Regions from separate parts of the Sus scrofa genome. Here all the other regions are linked to region 1. Evidence: chromatin contacts called from public Hi-C data. All regions are on one chromosome and are shown on one strand. Each heading gives the region's core, a stretch centred on a gene start, on an enhancer-like site or on the middle of the called end of the contact. The rest is flanking DNA. Distances are from core to core; before and after follow the strand shown. Region 1 overlaps DPYSL3 (dihydropyrimidinase-related protein 3). Region 2 has its middle 49 kb from the start of DPYSL3. Region 3 has its middle 33 kb from the start of DPYSL3. Region 4 has its middle 70 kb from the start of DPYSL3.

Evidence for each region. A called contact is a pair of places that touch in the nucleus more often than the background predicts.
Region 2: a contact with region 1 is called in a Hi-C map of skeletal muscle, with 4 times the contacts expected there. The contact joins two enhancer-like sites. A contact is called at or near these places in 3 of 47 Hi-C or Micro-C datasets (embryonic fibroblasts, heart right ventricle and skeletal muscle) and 1 of 2 datasets of contacts at active chromatin or transcription factors (skeletal muscle).
Region 3: a contact with region 1 is called in a Hi-C map of retroperitoneal adipose tissue, with 2.2 times the contacts expected there. The contact joins two enhancer-like sites. A contact is called at or near these places in 3 of 47 Hi-C or Micro-C datasets (heart right ventricle, retroperitoneal adipose tissue and skeletal muscle).
Region 4: a contact with region 1 is called in a Hi-C map of subcutaneous adipose tissue, with 4 times the contacts expected there. The contact joins two enhancer-like sites. A contact is called at or near these places in 22 of 47 Hi-C or Micro-C datasets (adipocytes, adipose tissue, alveolar macrophages and 14 more) and 1 of 2 datasets of contacts at active chromatin or transcription factors (skeletal muscle).

What each region holds. Positions count from the first base shown.
Region 1 is chr2:148,726,316-148,729,015 of Sscrofa11.1, forward strand. All of the region lies in intron 2 of DPYSL3 (dihydropyrimidinase-related protein 3), which reads right to left. Among named protein-coding and RNA genes, the nearest start is that of DPYSL3, 49 kb to the right of the region's middle. Within about 2 kb of position 1,381, at least 37 of the 83 cell types and tissues checked have an H3K27ac peak or open chromatin away from gene starts, as enhancers often do. A contact at or near this core is called in adipose tissue, fetal skeletal muscle, retroperitoneal adipose tissue and 2 more, where this site is marked.
Region 2 is chr2:148,824,540-148,827,362 of Sscrofa11.1, forward strand. No RefSeq gene overlaps it. Among named protein-coding and RNA genes, the nearest start is that of DPYSL3, 49 kb to the left of the region's middle. Within about 2 kb of position 1,437, at least 16 of the 83 cell types and tissues checked have an H3K27ac peak or open chromatin away from gene starts, as enhancers often do. A contact at or near this core is called in skeletal muscle, where this site is marked.
Region 3 is chr2:148,808,131-148,810,996 of Sscrofa11.1, forward strand. No RefSeq gene overlaps it. Among named protein-coding and RNA genes, the nearest start is that of DPYSL3, 33 kb to the left of the region's middle. Within about 2 kb of position 1,416, at least 8 of the 83 cell types and tissues checked have an H3K27ac peak or open chromatin away from gene starts, as enhancers often do. A contact at or near this core is called in retroperitoneal adipose tissue, where this site is marked.
Region 4 is chr2:148,845,414-148,848,518 of Sscrofa11.1, forward strand. No RefSeq gene overlaps it. Among named protein-coding and RNA genes, the nearest start is that of DPYSL3, 70 kb to the left of the region's middle. Within about 2 kb of position 1,593, at least 12 of the 83 cell types and tissues checked have an H3K27ac peak or open chromatin away from gene starts, as enhancers often do. A contact at or near this core is called in adipose tissue, fetal skeletal muscle, skeletal muscle and 1 more, where this site is marked.

The sequences.
Region 1 (2,700 bases), core at 131-2,630:
CCCCGCGCCACTGTTTGGGTTTCCTCTTTGTTTAGTTTTTCCCCAAACCCCAGGGTCGATCCGTCTGGGTGGCGCCCCGCCGCGCCGGCTGGACTGACCGCTGCTCTCCACTCCCCGGACCCTGGGTCCCCCGTCCCTCCCCGGGGACCCGTGCAGGGAAGCCGCCGAGATCCAAGCCGCCCGCGCCCGCGGTGCAGCCAGCGGCCAGCGAGCGAGCCACGGAGGCGGCGGCGCCCGACTCACCGTGATCCGCGGGATGTTCTTCTTGCCTTGGTAGGACATGGTGGCGGCGGCGGTGGCTGCAGCAGCTGCCTCCCTCCCTCCTTCTGCTCCTGCTCCTGCTCGCCTGCGCCTTCCTCAGCGCACAGCGCCCCGAGATCAGGTGGAGCGAATGGTGCGCTGGCCGCGGCCGCCGCCTCCTCTCGCCTCCGCCCCTCTCCCGGCTCCCGCGGCGGCTGCCAGAGACAATAGTAAATCTCCCTGGTCCCCCTTTCACCCCCGACCCCCCCGCCACACACACCCTCCTCCACTCGCGTTCACGCCCGGGCTTTTTTTTTTTTTTTTCTTCTTTCCTTTGGCGGTGCCAGCTGGGACCCCGTAAGACAAGAATGGCTGATCTGCGACTCCTCCCTTTTCTCTCTTATCCCTATTGATTTTCCTCTTTGCATCTGCCTCACCCACTTTTTCTTTTTCTTCCTTTTTTTTTTTTTTTTTTTTGGTGACTTGCAGGAGCGGCGGTCCAGCCAGCTCCGCCACCACCAGGGGGCGCGAGGGACTGTTCGGGGCGGGGATGCTGCAGCCCTGAGTGTCGGGAGAAAGGCACCAGCATCGCCCTCCTAGCCCCACCGGCCAAGCCCGGGAAAACACCCATTCCTCCGATCAGCCGGTGGTCCGATTTCCCGCCTTCCCTACCCTCTTTTCAGAAAGGAGACTGCTCCGGATGTGCCTCCCGGAACCCCTTCTCCGCCACCACCCCCGCTGGAAGCGGCGGCGGCTGCCTTTGTTACCGCGGAGGCCGGCGCCGCCTCCCTGGCCGCTGGGTGTGTACACCCGCCGCGCGATCCCTTAGAAAGCCGATCCCGGTCAGACTTGGTGCAGCCTGGCCGGCCGCTGCTATCCCAAGACCTTGAAAATACAGACCCCAAAACGATGAAGCAACCACTCACTCTCAGGGCGCTGCAAGGGTGCACCGTGTCAGCTAGCTCTGTAACGTAAAAATCATTCTCAAAATAATGTGCTTTAAACTCCACTGCCTGGCTCAGAATCCAAGAAAGAGCATTAATGCTGCACGGAGAGTGAAGAGTAGAAAACACCTGTAGTGAGAAGGCAGCAGCCCTGCCACGTTACTGCGCAGCCGTGGATGTGTGCGCGGTCCGATGGGCGCTGCTCACGATCCGGAGTTTCCTCTATTACAGGCAGGGCTGATAGACAAAGGTCGCTGTGCTCTTAGGACCAAAACCGTGACCTTTCAAGGCTGCAACGTAATATCTTTTTGCTACCCGCTTCGATTCAACCGCCAAGGGAGGCATGGCTTGAGGATTCAACCGCCAAGGGAGGCATGCTTGCAGGAGCCGCTGTGGTTGGCGCCACATCCCCACCCTGGGGGGTGAGGGGCAGTCGGATGGGGGAGCTTTCTCAGCTCTCCTGAAAAAAATAATGCCAAATACACCGTTTGATAACAACAAAAACGGCTTGCTCTCCAAAAATCACAAAACCTTCTCAAGACGAGTCTCCTGTCACCACCCCACCCTCTTGCGGAACCTAAGGGCCCCCTAAACAGAAAGCCTGTAGATGGCACAGAGCCACTGACCACACTCTGGGACACCTCTTCATTAACTCGAAGGCTTCTGCTGCAACAGAGACACCATATAAAGCATCCACAGAAAAAGGCTCCAGAATACTCCAGCCTGAGCTTCCCGTAAACCCGAAATGAACCAGCCTGAACACATAATCAAAGGGCAGAGCAAGCAGCTGCCCCCTCCCCCGAAACACTCCTTCTCAAGTGAGTTAATCCAGGCAGCAGCCAGTTACTCATGGGTAACTAGACTGAATGCAGTCTTCACAGGGAAAGTCCACAGCTTTCTGTGATACTCTGGCTTGGAGGATGAGTGCAAAGCAAAGGTCACCTCCCCTACTCTTCTGCAAAAGCAGCGGGTGGGAGTGGGGGTGGGGGGAGGCTAAAGCCAAAGGCACACCCTAAACATTTTGCTTTGTTCATAAAGCTTAAGGGCTGAGACCAGTAGCCAAGAGTTGTGAAATTACAAAGCATTTTGGGGATTGGCATGCAAATGAGCAGGATTATATTTAGAACAGAGTAAAAAGAGAATTAACTACATACTAGGCAACCCTGCAGAGGTCTCTCAGAGTCTTTCTCATAGATGTTACCACCCCAAACTCAAGTGAAGGGAATTTGCAAGTTCTCCTCAGGAAAAGCAAAAATATGTAGGGGACATTTACAATCCTAAAGAAATACCGCTGCCTTTTTTTTTTTTTTTCAATTCTGTGGGTTTGTCAGGGTTTTTTTTTTCCTTTCTTACATCCTAATTATCTCCTCTATTGCTGTCATTATAATCCAGAACACTCTCTACTAAATAGATTTATACCATATTTTTGATCACTTGATGATTTTGTGCGATGTCTGTTGTTTCAAATTACAAGACTGGGTTAATCTCTTTGAGGTCAGGTTTGCACACAAGAAAC
Region 2 (2,823 bases), core at 187-2,686, 98 kb after region 1:
TGACAGAGGTTCTTTCCGTGACCAAGCTCCAACCAGGCCCTCCAAGCTCTCTTCTCATCTAAGTCTCAACCTTGGCCTATAAAGACGTGAACAAAATGCTAACAGCCTTTCTTTCAGCACAAGGCCACATCCTAGGATGACCCTACCCCCTTAAAGTGGCCACCTGGGAAAACTCAAGGATGTCAAAAAATGTATTGTTTGCTCCACCAGCACCTGAAGATAGGACCCAAGTCTCCCAGCCTCAGAAGGAAGGGAGGAGCCTAACTTCCATAATGTACTAAAGATAGAACTACCATATAATCCAGCAATCCCACTGTGGGCATATCCCTGGCAAAAAATCATAACTTGAAAAGATGCATGCAACTCTAAGTTTATAGCAACACTATTCACAATATCCAAGACATGGAAACAACCTCAATGTCCATCAACAGAGGAATGGATAAAGATATGGTGCATATATACAACGGAAAACTACTCAGCCATAAAAAAGATGAAATAATGCCATTTGCAGCAACATGGATGGATCTAGAGATGATCATACTAAGTGAAGTACATCAGAGAGAGGAAGACAAATACCTTATGATATCACTTGTATGTGGAATTTAAAATATGACACAAATGAACTTATTTGCAAGACAGAAACAAACTTACAGGCATAGGAAATAAATTTATAGCTACCAAAGAGTAATGATGAGGGGGATAAATTAGGAGTTTGGGATTAAAATATACACACTACTATATATAAAACAGATAAGCAACAGGGATCTACTGTATAGCACAAGGAACTCTACTCAATATTCTGTAATAACCCATATGGGGAAAACGTCTGAAAAAGAATGGATATATGTATATGTATAACTGAGTCAGTTTGCTGTACACCTGAAATGACCACACCATTATAAATCAACTGTATTCTAATATAAAATAAAAGTTGAATTAATTTTTTTAAAAAATGGTAGGTTTAGAGTTCCCGCTGTGGTGCAGTACATTAAGGATCCAGCACTGCCCCAGCTGTGGCGTAGGCTGCAGACATGACTCAGATTCGATCCCTGGCTCAAAAATTTCCATATACCATGAGTGTGGCCAAAAAAAAAAACCAAAACCCCCCAAAATACTAGCAGGCTTCACATGAACCAGCCCTTGTCTTTGTAATGTTTCACTTCACTGGCTCTGTCTACTCAGCCTCCACCACACTCCTCACCCCTGCTTGTTCCCTCATCCTCCCTGTAAAACACCCAGGCAGGTCTGTACAAAGCAAAGTTGAGTTCAGTTCACACTGGACTGTTTTCAAACTGCAGTAGGATATTACTAAGATCAGTCCTGACCACTTTAGCTAGTGTCTGGCTTATCTTTGATGCAGACCAGGGCTGCCCTAGAACTCAGGCTGCCCTTTCTAATCACAAGCTCTTCTTGAACCTGAGGATTTTATCTCCTGGGGACCAACAGTAATCTGGAACATGACTGCAATGCCGAGGCCAGTGACTCAGGCTCCTGGGAAGCTCTGCTCCATTTCTCTCTTTTTCCTTTCTGGAAAGTGAAAGCTTAGCCCTGTGACTGATAGATTCTATCCCCCTTGGCAGCGAAAAGAGAAGAGATCATAGGCAGTTTTGAGTGTGTTTGCTGTGACACCTTTCTAAATATAAACCTTGGTCTGCCAGGATTCCCGGACTTTCCACATTAGCTCAATCCTGTAAGTCTCAGAGGTACTTTATCAAACGTGTTTATTCATAGGAACTCATCAGGCCTCTTTAAAAACATGGACACATATCATATTTGTTTTTAGACAGCAGAATGAAACAGAAACAGGGCATAGTTACTTCTGATGGAGAAGAAGAAAATTTTAATTTTTGGATGTTCTTGAGGAAGAATGCAATGAACAGCCAAAATCATTATTGGGGGTCTAAATAGAGGGGTTTTCAAAAGGCAAAGGTGGTTTCTCTCTCTCTCTCTCTCTCTCTTTTTAAATATAACAAGTTTATTGAGATATAATTCATGTATCACAGAGTTCATCCATTTCCAGTGTACAACCCAACAGCTTTTAGTATTTTGCAGAGTTGTGCAACCATTGCCACAATAATTTTATAACATTTTCAATATCCCCCAAAGAAAACAATGATGCATTAGTAGGCACTCCTCTTTCCCCAACCCCATGCTGCCTTAGGCAACCAATCATCTACATTCTGTCCCTATAATTTGCAGCAAAGGAGTTTGGAGGTCTTTTTGTTTTCGTTTTGTTTTTCTTGGTCATTCTTTTTTTTTTCCTTTGTGCTTTTTACCATTTTAACCATTTTTAAGTGTACAGCTCAGTAACATTAAGCACAGTCACACCGTTGGCCCATCCTGACCATCCAGCTCCAGAATTTTCCCTCTTCCCACACTGACACCCTGTACGCATGAAATACTAACTCTCCTCCCTACTCCAGCCCCTGGCTACCACTGTTCCATTTTTCGCCTCCACGACCTTGATGACTCTAGATGCATCACACGGGTGGGATTGAACAGGATGGTTTTCTTCCAGGACTGGCTGATTTCACTGAGCATAATGGCTTCAAAATTTATCCGTGTTGTATCACTTACCAGAATTTCTCTTTTTAAGGTGGAATAACATTTCATCGGATGTTTGCCTCACGTTTTGTTTGTTCAGTGATGTGTTCACAGACACTTGGTTTTCCTTCACCTTTTGGCTGTTGTTAATAATGCTGCTCTGGCCTTGGGTGGACAGATATCTGAGATCCTGCTTTCTTTCTTTTCTTCTTTTTGGTAGAGGCCCATCAGTGGAGTGGCTGGATGATGCCTCTCTGTTTAGTTTTCTGAGGAACGGCT
Region 3 (2,866 bases), core at 166-2,665, 82 kb after region 1:
AACTATTGGATAAGATTTTATTAGATCAATAAAATACTGGAAAAAAACAGCATCAGGGCAACAAAGTGTGTGAACTCTAAAGCAAGAAATTGAGCAATCAGACAGGGATAGATCTGTGGAAGGGAGTGACCATCCTCAAAGAGGAAAAAAACAAACTTACAAGCTTGAGGGTAACATCATCCAAGTGCAGGACTAGATTCTGATGCTTCAACACCTATGCGACTTTAACTGCCTTACCTTCACTAAGGCTCCATCTTCTCATCTGTCAGAGTGGGAATAATGTTAACTGTGTCATAGGTTCTCATTAGCAGTAAATCAAGCCACCTGTAGGAAGCATTTAGCCCAGGACCTGGTCCACTTTGCATCTTCCGTAATAGACAGTTAGACTCATCCCAGGTATAATGGGTATGGATCACTTACTAGAATTTTTTGGCACACCCACAACCTAAAGAACCAAAAGGTGACATGCATATGGAGTCCAGGTGGTCAGGATGGAAAAGAACTTAGGTTTCAATTGACAAAAAAGAAGATAGACGGAGGAAATCTAGCCTGATATCTCTCTGGAATTTAAGGTGCCAGGACCCTGTTATCTGTAATTGCAGGCTGTGGAGTTTGGGGAATCGTGGTAAAAAGGTGTGAAAAGCACCACCTTAGGACTTAGGTGATCTGATCCTGGTCCCAGATGTGTCCTAAACTTGCCACATGGCCTTAAATAAGTTAGTTCTCTGCTTCACTCTTAAATTACTCCCTGTCTAAATATCTGAAACTAACACTTTATAAATCACTAATACTTCAATTTTTAAAAGTGAAAAAAAAAAAAGACAACCTCAAAGATCTCTGCATCTCTATTATTCTCCTGGAGTAAGGAGGTCTTGGCTATTTTTAGAACCCTTGGGGTATCAAGGTTTTAGAGACAAGAAGATATTACATTTTACAAAGCAGCATGCAACTTTGTTGAAGATTGCTATTTGTAAATCAGTCTGTTGCCTCCAGTTTTTCTCTCTAGAAAAGAGAAATTATCATACAAAATAACCAAGATTCCATGGTTACATTCCCAGAGAATAAGAATGAATTGTAAGAGTCAGTTCGTAAAAAAAATATTTTACCCAGATATTTGCAGTTAAAACCCAAGTACTTAGCAGAACCACTCCCTTGTCTGTAAAATAAAACAAATTACCACCATGCCCTAACCTTGTCTCTGGCTCTAAGCAGGGGGGGAAACATTTTCGGTCAGCAATACAGTAGAATGAGAGAATGTTTGCCTTATTTAGTCATGGTCTGGCCGAGCTGTTTGGAATGAAAACTTTACCAGATGTTCACTTAAATGAGCTGGAGAGATTAATTATCAGTCCTACCACATTATCTTGAAGGGTGGGTACGATCATCTCCAAAGAATTTCCTGCAGCCGGACACAAAGGTTGCTGATTATAATTACAGCGAAGCTTTATGAAGTACACACAATGTACCACGCTCCACTCTGAGTACTTCCTATGTGTTCATTCATTTAGTCGCACCATTCTCCTTGGAGGAAGATGCTGTTCTCCTTATTTCAGGAATGAAGTCATGCTTCTCAAAGAGCTTGAGCCCTTGCCTAAGGTCTCTTAGCTGGGAAGTGGTGAAGGCAAGATCTGAATCCAGGGACCTTGACCCAAGGCTTTTAAAACTGTGCTGTATCCATTGTCCCCTACCATTCCCTGACATTGACCAAAGGTACATTCAAACGTGAATGGATTAGGCTTGCCCTTAACCTATAAGTGCAGGAAGAGGAATCCGAACTCCAACAAGTAGGAAAAAATGTAGTGTCTGAACTGAGGGATGGAGGAATGCTAAATTTTGGAGAAAACATTTATATACCTGATTAGAATCTCTCGGGTTACCAAAGCAACATATCCACTGTTTACTCGTCTTTTAGAATAACGGGAGGAATGTAAGGGAAATGGAAGTTTAGTCCTCAACTTCTTGTCTGCATAACAGATCTGGAATGTCTCGTTGTGATGATCAAAGCCAAGCAGATAATATTAGCTGATGCTTCTTGGTTAACCTTAAGAAGAAGCCAAAAGAACCATCGGATTCTCCTCATTTCCAATGGAATCCCAAATATTTCTTTGTTCTTGCGTTTTGTTGGAAGAACTGTACTGGTTGACACTGACATTCTTCTGAGCTTAATGTCTGAGAGCTCCCTCATCTTCTGCTAGCATACACTCGCCAACGATACAAAGAAAGCATAACATGGTAAGCTATCCATTTTGGTTCTGAAATAACAGAGTGCTTTGAAAAGGGTGTTGGTTCTGGATGGGGAGATCTGTGGACAGAACCTTTCCAACCTGAGACTGAGAACGGGTGGTGTATTTGAACAGTATCACTTCTTCTCAGACTCAATCCCCATGTTTTTTGCTCCTAGAGACTGTGTTAAAGATATTTTTATTATAGCACATTTTTTTCTTATTCCTCTCTCTGTGAAGGTTTTCAATCCATTTGCATGCACCACAAGCTTCCATCTATATAATTAGGATCCCAGAAACTTGCAGCAGTTGGCTGTGACATTTGCATCTAAGCAATTTTGTCAGTTCAAGCATTATGATAGGACACGTGAATTCAATATGTTGGTAATGGGATAAGAAAGACTGCAAGGGAGGCAGCTTTGACACAAGTTAAATATTGTGCTAATCGCAAGCACCCAAAGAAATCAGAATTCAGATTAAGACTTTGATTAGCTAAGCTATTCTATCCTAAAAGAGACCACCTCTATTGCGTCTCTTTCTAAATACAGACTTTTCCAATTGGAAATAATCTGTCTTCTATCACCTGAATTTTTTTTTTCCTCTTAAAGAGTTTATTCTTTCTACTATGAAAAAATTGTATAAGA
Region 4 (3,105 bases), core at 343-2,842, 120 kb after region 1:
CACATATATAACAGAATACTACTCAGCCATAAAAAAGAATGAAAATTTGGCATTTGCAGTAACATGGATAAAACTAGAGATTATAAGTTAGATAGTGAAAGACAAGTGCCATATGTTATCACTTATATGTGGAATCTTAAATATGACACAAATGAACTTATTTATGACATAGAAACAGACTCACAGACATAGAAAACAAACTTATAGTTACCAAAGGGGAAAAGGGGTAGGGGAGGGGTAAATTAGGAGTTTGGGACTATCAGATACAAACTACCATATATAAAACAGATAAACAAGATCCTACTGTATAGCACAAGGAACTATATTTAATACCTTGTGATAAACTGTAAGAGAAAATAATACTATATATATGTGTATGTGTGTATATTCCTTCCTTGCTGTATACCAGAAACACAACATTGTAAATCAACTATGCTTCAATTAAAAAAAAGAAAATGGTGTTTTTGAATGGCTGCCTTAGAGATGTTACCGGTGCCTCTAGAACCAAAGTGTATCACTCCCAAAGGCATGGTGTAGCCTGTTTAGCAATGAACTTCTACGGAAAGCAATAGCCAATAGAATGGGAAGAGAGCCATGGGGTTTCCTTATCCAAGTGTCTCTGGCCACTGTCACAAAGCCAAATATTCCTGATCTCCTGTGAGTCTTGCCATTGTCTGTCTCCTTTCTCCCCTATTCATGTTAATTGCTACAGGCGCATTCTTGAATTCCCTTGAGAGATATTCACGGGGCACGGGGTGGGGGAGGGGTCCACTGTCTGTCAGGTATTGTGCTGAATCTTTACATTTGTTATGATCTCATTTAATTCAGGCAACAGCACAGGGAGGCAGGCATAATTTCCATCTTCAGTTCTCACAGATGAGGCAGTGGGCTCAGATGGCTACTGATCAAGAATCAGTTAATAGGGTTCAAGCCCACGTGCAGTCTGAAAGGCACAGCAGGGACAAAGGAAGGACAAGTCCTTCGGTACTGCAGGGAGACCTATGGTAGCCACATGAAAAGCAAGAACTTCGAAAACACATGGACCTCAGCTCTTGCTAATGTTGTTTTTAGTTTTTGTTTTTTTGAAGATTGAGAACATGATTGTCTAACATTGATGGTCATTGTCATGACTAAATGAAATACTATATATAAAGCCCTGTACAAGTATAAATACTATATATAAAGTATAAATACTATACCTAATAAGCTTTTGTGAAACGGTGACTGTCAGTAATAACGCGAACAGTAAGAATTGCTTTGTGATGTGAGTTGCATGAGACTTTGTAGGACATGAGAAAATATTTATAGTGATGGGAGGTATAGCTGGAAGTTTGGGTGGTGGGATCAGAGTTGGGTGGAAAGCTTGAGGGATTATAATTCGAGATGAAAGATAAGCAGAGGCGGGTTCCAGCGTGGTGAGGGCAGCCCTGTGGAGGGCCCTGGAGGCCTTAGAAATGGAACACTAGTTTGCTGTGTGTGGCCACCAAGTTCCCAGAGCTTTGTTCCCTTCCTGCTGGAAAGGGAGAGGACTGGTGGGGATGAGGTTCATGCCACTGAGGCCCTGTGAAAGGAGTTTGCGTAGATAAGAAGCTGAGCCAGGCTCCCCAGGGGACACCCTCCACCCCATCTGCCTGGCTTGTGTTGAGAAGTGGAGTCAGCCTCTGATTACCTTGGCCAAAACCCCTTTCTCACAACGGTCCAAGAGCTGAGAGATCAGGATCTTTCTGGCAGCTGCTGGCATATTCTGAACCACAACGTTTGAATCAACTCCCAGGCTAGGAACCAGCTGTTCCACGGAGTGAGAGATGAGGAAATCTCATATGTGCAAGAACCTGAAAGGGGAAACTTGCTCTGGAGGGAAATGAAGTCACAGCTCTTGAAATACAGCATTTTCTCCAGACTGGGGGATCAGAGCCCTGACTTAGTCTGAGAAACGAAAATCCACTATTGTGACGTATGTTTGGAAGCTGGAAAAATTTAGGGAGTGTTGTGTTTACTTATCATTTATTTGCACACATTTTCAATATAGATAAGATATGTAAAGTGTTATAACGTCTCCCAAGGATGACTCATTTCTCTTGGCTTTTATATTGGGCATTGTCTGAGAGGTGTAAGGAGTAGTGTGCAGAATTTTAATAAATTTTCTTTCATTTCCTGTACATTTATACATATCTCCTAAAGAAATGGCTTAGCTAATAGTTATTGAGTGTCTGGCAGCTGCATTGTCATAGGTAAATTTTACATTTACGGCAAAGCACTTATGTCTATCGAGATAGGTAGATTGAAACAATATATACATACATACATTTAACTAATTTGAAAATAAAAATAGATCTATAGGAAGTTGCAAAGATAGTCTAGAGAGATTCCTGTCTACACTTCACCCAGTTTTCTCCAATGATTACATCTTACCAAAGTATAGTCCAATATCAAAAGCTGGAAATTGACATTGATACAAAATATGTATAGTTCTGTCACTTTGTTACATGTAGAGCTTACTGTAACCATGTCATCCGTTCTCCTTGGCATATACAGCAAGGAGTGGAATCACTAGGTCCCACGGAAACCAAGTCTATATTTAACCATTCAACCAAGTGCCAGCCCTTTACTACAATGGCTGCGCCACTTACATCCCCACCAGGCTAAGGGTTCCAGTTTCTCCACATCCTCGCCCAGATTATCTTGCTGGTTGATTAGTGTCATCTGGATGTGAAGCGGCTCTCACTGTGATTTGCATTCCCCTGGCGTCTAGTGACGGTGATCATCTGTTTTTATTGGCCCTTTGTGTATCTTCTTTAGTGAAGGATTTTGATACTTTGCCCACTTTTTAATTGGTTATTTGCTTTTTACTACTGAACACGAAGATATCTTGGTATATTTTAAATTCATGTCCCTTAGATTTATAATTTTCTGATTTTTCTCTCATTCTATGGGTTGTCTTTTTGCTTTCTTGAGACTGTCTTTCGAAGCACCTAAGTTGTTAATTTTGATCATGTCCAGTTTCACTATTTTTTCTTTGGTTGCTTGTGCTTTTGGAGTTTTGCATCTAAGAAAACACTGCTGCATCTAAGTGCATGAAGATTTACGCCTTTCTTCTAAGATTTT